Regions from separate parts of the Xenopus laevis genome. Here region 2 is linked to region 1. A link is a contact called in public Hi-C data. All regions are on one chromosome and are shown on one strand. The core of a region is the stretch at or near the end of the contact, and the rest is flanking DNA. Distances in the headings are between cores, read along the strand shown.

Region 1 (3,845 bases), core at 989-3,488:
TGAAACATGTTGCGTTAATAAAGTAATTTTTGCAGCAGAGCCTGCAGATTGTCAGCTCCATCCTATCCTATATTGCATAAATTTAGCAAATTGCAACAGTTCAGAATGATTGTCACCGAGGTGCCAGTCTGAAACATCAGAGACATGAAATTTAAACTTTAAACTTACATTTTGGGAAACCTGTAAAAATAAAAGATGGAAAGCAATTGAAAAAAGTCTTTGTTTATGGTGAACTCCCTATCCCCCCCCCCCAAACAAATTAACTGAAAAGGTGTTTGGAAGGTGAACAACCCCCTTTAAGAAGAAAACCTTCATTTGTTAGTTCCTCATTTGTATAGCAGACAAAAAATAACTGTTCAGAATCTCTACTTTTTCTCTGTTCTCATCGACCAACTGTCCCACACCTTCCTGCTTCATTTTCTTACTATTTACATATTCAAAAAATAATTTTGGATTCATATTACTCCCTTTTCCATCTCAATGTTAGTGTGTCTGATAGCTTTTTTGCATGAGTAATTGCCTCCTTGTACCTAATAAACGTTTCAGCTGTCCCAGCTAACTTGAAAGTCTTAAAAGCACATATTTTCTTACCCACCTCAACACCTTCAACACTTCCATTTAACCACAAAGGTTTTGCTGTACAACGATGTTCCTTGCTAGAGATATCATGAAGATGTAGGGACTAGGGACTCTAGAGGAATATCATGTGTTGTCATGAGGTACTCATGGTGATATTGCCTTGCTATGGAATACTATTCCCAATCAACATAGGTATGGCAGTGTAAATGTTCCCTCTAATTCCTTATTGGCTATGTGCACAATAAAATTATTTTGTGCACACATTTTAAACTTGTGTGTGCATTTTTAAAAACTGTGGCTGCATGTCAGAATAAATGCAACATTTTCACACTTCTTTGTGCACTCCCCTCAAAATGTATGTGTGCACAGACATATGTACTTCTATGTACTGTATTATAAGAAGGAAACGGTCCTCCCCATCTTCCACTAAACAGAATTTTAGAAAATTTAATTCATGTTTGTTAGAAATGACTTTGAATGTCTGTCACTGTGGGAAAAGCATTCCCAGGGAGTTTCTGGGGGTGGGTATAGAGAAGGGTTCCAATGTATTGTGGTACCAATAATGAGTCTGGTGTTAGTCCAAGCAGGAAGATGTGTTTTGCCAAAACTGCTTCTAGTTCTTTCCAAATTATTTTTATTGGTTTTAGAGATATACTGATTTTTTGTCAAAATATACACAGCAATTTCCGTATCGTTACATTATGATATATTACTTTGTCATGTTCCACGCAGTCATCTTCATATAAACCCATTTTTATTAATGGTATTTTGATTTCCCTGTACTTCATTATATGTGCTTGGCACTGCTCAGTCCTTCTTGCCTTCTGATCCAAATCAAGTGCTGCTGTGCCTATTGATAAAGGGGAACCCTGAAGTTACCAGCACCTCTTGATTCCCTCAGCACCCTGTGTCAATAGGCTCTGCACACTTGTATCTTATGAATCAGGTGCATACTTCACTTGTGTAAAGACCATCCGTAAATTACACTGTATGGACAATTCCATCTGATTTGCAGTGAATTGTGTGCACTGTTCGGTAACATTGGTGAACAGAATATAATTGTTATAGGCAGCACAGAACTGCACCAAATGTATAGAGACCTTTGACAAGCTGGCTTGTGAGGGACATAAACCCTGCTAACAAATTCATAGTTTATTTTCCGGTTATAGTTGTACCAAGTTGTATGTAATTCCCATATAGTTACACGTGGGGGCAGCAGAGACCACATTATAGCTCATTCACTGGCCACTTATAATGTATCATTATACATGCTTTGCATGATTTTAATTGTTCCATATTTCAAAATTTCTGATAGTTCATATAACACCAGAATCTCAGCTCAGCCATATTCAGCCATTTCACACAGTGGGGGTCATTTATGAACACTGGGCAAATTTACACCTGGGCAGTAACTATGGCATGGTAACCAATCAGATGACTGCTTTCAGTGCTCAACCTGCAGCTTGCTAAAGAAAGCAAATCACTGATTGGTTGCTATAGGTTACTGCCCATGTGCATTGTTTATAAATTAGTCCCTCATTATAATATAAAATTTGGATAATAGGTAGACTACTACCAACTGTGGATGGTGCCATGCCTTTCACTATTGTATTACAAGTTGGTTGCAGTGGATACCATGTAATATACACCTATTTGCACATGGGAAAGATTGGTGAGTGCTGACTACTTCTATAAGGGGTCCTGTAAACACCTGCTCCTTCAGCACCATCTCCCACATATGTGCCACAATTGCTTGTACTGTCCCATCGCCATATTGGTACTCGTTGTTTTCACTATTTGTCACTATAATTGCAAATGAACCTTTCTTGCAACAAGTACCAATATTAAACCACAAAAGATGGCATTTCATTATTTCCTGACTTGAGGATCCCACTTTTCAATTTTGCCTTAGGCTCCAAGTGAAAAGAACAATTACGAGTTTCTTTTATTACATTAGGAGGATGCATTACCATATGACTGGACCCTTTACTTCCATTTCACTTTCAGTCTAATCATGTCATTAGCATCACAATGAGAATTTTAAATTCTGCCATTGACAAAAATGTTCCAGTGTCCAGATCACAAGTATACTAATACTTTTCTGCATCTTTTAATACAAAGTGATATATTTATCAACCCGGGTGGGCAAATTTGCACCTGAGCAGCAACCATACTAGGTTAATACCAGGTGCAAATTTGCCCAGTTTTCATAAATGAGCCCCTGTATGTTTCATTAATTTACACAGTTTCATCCAAAGCAATACTTTCTTTTAATATATTCAATGTTACTGAAATTGATTCATGCAGTGTGGTTCAGGTAACCTAGAGTTTGGTTTAGAATAGGAGTGCCCATACTTTACAAATGCGAGGTCTACTTTTAGTGATGTTGTCCCATTATGATCTACATCCATAAAAGCATTGTTAGCATTCATGGAAAATATTACTTAAATATTGATTTATGCGAAAATGTATATTACTATATTTAACAAACAAATATTTCTTATGTAACTGTTAGATCTGCTCTATTTTGGGGTGCCAGGCTAATGACTTGTGGCAGACTGATCTTTAAATAAGTGGTATTTATTTACAAAGGAACTAAAAGGTATAACATAAAAAGGGAACTAACTAACATGGAGGGAGGTAGAAAGGGATAGGGAAGGATGCTATGGAAGGGAGTGGAAAGTGACTAACTAAAATGGTATTTACAATGCTCTTTATATACACATAAGGAAGACAAAAGACAGTCCCAGCCAATCAGGTCGATGTTAGCTGTTCTTGAAGTTGGTTCATCTCTTCTTAGATAGACAAGGGACTGAAATCAAGTTAGGATGCACTGTGAAAGAAATCCATAATCCAATGCTCCAGATATCCCTTTGTTGATCCAGCAGAGTGTCATTCCCTTTGGAACTTTTGCTATCCCTGCACCCACACCAGTGTGTCCAGTTATTTGCATCTCTTTTATATTGACATTACTGTAGCTGCAAGGATTGTTTTATGGCAGGATGACTGTTGCCCAGGCTTGCACCTTCACAGTTGCCATTGATGGAAAGGAAGATATCTGTTAACCCATTGCGTGTATGGGCTTATTGTTGAATATCCAAAATTCAGTACTACAGTAACCTTAACATAATAAATATCTGAATGAAAATCATGAAATATGAGGGTGATTTCAACAAGCTGTTTGTTGACAGTGTCTTGAGATCTACTGAACACCAACTTAAGGTCTACTGGTAGATCCCCATCTACCTTTTGGGCACCCCTGGTTT
Region 2 (3,845 bases), core at 760-3,259, 180 kb after region 1:
TATCAGATGGGCAAATCCCAGAGTATTTGACTGATTTGTATGCACAATCAGAGGGTTAGCTTTAACCAATTCATTCATCCTGAAATTATGCAATTTTGGAAACGATAAGCAATGTGGATTCCAGATTTATTTATTTCTAACTGCCTTTTGTGTAGGTATATGATTAACCTTGTAGTAAAGCTCTGGTATATGGACATTTCAAAATTCCATTGAAACCCTTGTGCAATGAACATCCTTGGCAGAAAACAATAATAATCAAACCATATCAAACTGCCACTTGCTGCTTTTTAATTCCTTAATTAAATGTATGGCTCAGACCTGTGACACATACATAGATTTGGGAGCAAAAAAATACCTTCATTTACTACATGATTTTGGATGTTCATATACTTAAATTGGGACTGATGCCCAATGGGAACAATCCTCTCAAGGAGAGTCACAGCATTTAAAACACCTCTCCATGCCACAAGTTGCCACAGGATCATAAGGACTAGAGTATCAGGTGACTTGTTGCCTGTGAGGAAAGTGGCCTCCCATGTCAGGAATGACATGCAGTGTAACCAGGTTGGTTTCTCTGCTTGTCAGGTAGGAGAAATTGAAGGCCCACAGCCACAGGATGGGATGTAGGTCATAAGGCCCAAGATGCAATGAGGACAGTGCTGGAAATATTCAGGAAGTGAGGTCAACATTTCCTGAAGTCACTTGTCCACCTGCTTTGCTTTGCTTTGCTTGTTGCCTAGGGGCAGGGGAAATGAGTAGAAACACTGTACTGGATTTAATAGCTCATTTAGCATTTCTTAAGTTGGGAGAAATGTAGACTGTAAAATTTGTGGCAGGGAAATCTGTCCCATTTTTTATGGGATCCCCACCTGACCAACAGCACAAAAGTATTTCCATGATGGATAGGTGTTGTTTGGTTGGTGCTTGAACCATAGGCTTGTATTTCACTAGCACAGCCAGTAAAACATCCAAGGTCAGTATTACACATTCCCTGGCAATACACTTGACATATATTTTCAGTTCCCCATCATGCCCAGTTATGTCTCCATTCCACCGCAATCCTTGTGTATTCATGATCTGCTAGACTTTGCCCACCTGATTGCAGCTTTATCTGCTGCCATTGTAAGATTAGCCTGGAATCATTTTTTTAGATGGCAACCCTACCTACAGTTAGGTCCATAAATATTTGGACAGACAACTTTTTTTCTAATTTTGGTTCTGTACATTACCACAAAACAACTCAGATACAGTTGAACTAATTCACCTTGAATGGCTGAACCCATGGCTAATTACATTGATTTATATAAACTGTAAAAGTGCTTCTAAAGCAAAAGCATGTTCTTAAGGGGTTGTTGGCAGCAAATTATCTTTCAATACAAAGCAAACTCTTTTTTAGTTGGTGATTTGTCCTTTAAGAAATACCAAAATGCACAAAAGCACATTCTTCCCCTGAGCACACAGTGCTTGCAAGAAAACCATTGTTAAATGTTGGCATCCGCGCCAGTACATGAGCTTGTTCTAAATCTGCCCTCAAGCTGTATTCTAAACTTTTCTTTTAATAAATGCAACCAAAATGAACCGTTTAAAACAACTAAAACAGATATGACGTTTATTTTTTTCTACATATGGATATTGCTGTAAAGGCAATATGATGTATTTATTTTACTAAAAAAGACCAGATTCACTGGCTGCTTTTATAAGAGATGGGCCTTCAAAATCTGCAGGTATGTCGATGCGGTAGGCCTCGGTCTCTATGGTAACACTTGGAGGACAGCTCCCTTCTACGCCTGCCCACAATCCCTAGCGGTCACACCCCGGCCTCCAACGGGAACTGTACAACCAATCTTGCTTTTTCAGTGGCCACGCCCAGCCGGCTACCGCGTGACATACGGCACCGGATTGGCCAATCGTGCCGCCCGTCAGGATTTGTTTTCGAGCAGCCGGGTTAGGCTGTGGCGGCTCCGGGGGCTGAAGGAACGGAATCCCTGGACACAGCTAAACAGGGAGGGGAGATTTATACGCCCGCCCCCTTCCTGAAGCACGTACGGATGTTCGACGATCTGTGAAGGGGCTCAGCTGCCGGGGTAGTGAGTCAGTGTCTCCCCCCCGGGTGGGAGAGGCCCCCGGTGCGGGCCACGGTGCCGGGGGGAAGGGATGACTCTAGATTCAATGATGGCCTGCTGCCTGAGCGAGGAGGTAAAGGAATCCAAGAGAATCAACGCGGAGATCGAGAAGCAGCTGAGGAGGGACAAGAAAGACTCTCGGCGGGAGCTCAAATTGCTTTTGCTCGGTAGGGCAGTGGTGAACATTGATAGGGGCTGATTAAGAAGTTGTGGGTGCGAGGCAGCATCACTGTGGCAATTGACAGAAAATGTGGGGAGTGGTTGATTCCAGTTGGACACCCACCCTTGTTTTCTTTCATTTGGATGTCCAAGAGCATTAGCGGGGCCCACTTGGACCGGGATATTGGGGAGCAGGAGCGCACCTGATTGGGATGCTGATAGGGTGGAATTGTGCAGGGCCACAGCTTGTGAATGGGAGAAACATACAGAAAGGCACAGGTGGGAAGATGTATGTTTTATAGATACGAGTGGGTGAGGTCGGCGAGATGAGTGGATGGTGTGGCTGGCAGAAGAGGCAGTCTCATACTGCAATATGGTCTGTAAATGTCAATTTAATGCAATGTCTTTTAATGTTTATGCTATTTTACTGTCTATGATCCCCACACTTCTTGGCCTCAAACATTTTGGTCAGGCCATTATCATTGTTACTCGTTTATGCAGCTGTGCACCAGGCCTAACCAAATATGTGGCCTAAATGCCATTACAGGGATGTTCGTTTTAGTTTAGTATAGATGGGCCGAGTCAGTTGATATTTATTCATTTATTTTTATTTATTTATCAGCCTTGCCTGTCCCCAGCCTTCAACTGAAAAAAAACTTTCATGGTTATTTATGGTCAAAGGCCCCAATAACCAAAACAACAGACCCATTGTGGGGGTTCAGTTTTATTGTCATCCATATTTGTAATTGCTGATGTTTATTTTTCTATCAGCTCTCCAGTTTGGAGTTTTAGCAATTATGTGTTTGCAAGTGTCTAAACTTACCCTAGCAACTGAGCAGTGGTGTGAATTGGAGACTGGAATATCAATGGCAGAGGCCTGATTAGAATGCTGAAACGAGGCATAAGAACGAGACAACTGAAATGTTAAAACATAAATAATGAAGACCAACTGCAAGGTAGCTAGGAATTCCTATTAAAAACATACTAAAAGTTAACGTAAAGACAAATTGCTCATTAAACTCTAGCAACCTTATAGCAGTTGAGACTACAAGCCTAAGAGCTGCAGAACCAACACAATTTAAATATTTAAAAAAACATAAAAAATGTAAAAGATTGCTGTATGTTACTTCTTTCTACATTATACTAAAAGTTGATTGTAAGGGGATTTAACCTTCACATTAAACCTTAATTGTTCATCTCTCTGCCCCATACTCCACAGGTTTCAGCTAACCCCTTGTCATTATGCCATAGTGGTCTACCATATCAGTGTAGAGGAATTCCGTTTTTAACATACAGGACATTACTACCCCATTGACATGGTTTCGTTGCCATCTCTCACTTTGGGCCAGCCCTACAGTTTGGAAACCACTGGTCTGAGGAATGCGAGTGTATTTTTATTATCAAAGATTCATCTGTACTTTAGTGGCATTTGTGTTCACTATATCACAAGTTACGGAGGAATATTTTTGAAAAACATGGTTGTGTGTTAAATTAGACTGGGGCAGGCAAGGTGTTTTGCTATACAGTAGAACCCCCATTTTATGTTTTTCAGGGTGATTAGAA

The links. A called contact is a pair of places that touch in the nucleus more often than the background predicts.
Region 2: a contact with region 1 is called in a Hi-C map of the XTC cell line, with 2.4 times the contacts expected there. The contact joins the promoter of gna11.S here to the enhancer-like site in region 1. A contact is called at or near these places in 2 of 4 Hi-C or Micro-C datasets (the XL177 cell line and the XTC cell line).

What each region holds. Positions count from the first base shown.
Region 1 is chr1S:103,731,428-103,735,272 of Xenopus_laevis_v10.1, forward strand. No RefSeq gene overlaps it. Among protein-coding and RNA genes, the nearest start is that of s1pr4.S, 9.1 kb to the left of the region's middle. Within about 2 kb of position 2,239, at least 3 of the 7 cell types and tissues checked have an H3K27ac peak or open chromatin away from gene starts, as enhancers often do.
Region 2 is chr1S:103,908,880-103,912,724 of Xenopus_laevis_v10.1, forward strand. It overlaps gna11.S (guanine nucleotide binding protein (G protein), alpha 11 (Gq class) S homeolog), which reads left to right and starts at 2,010. Exons shown (of 7, transcript NM_001087372.1): 1 at 2,010-2,290. The coding sequence starts at 2,155.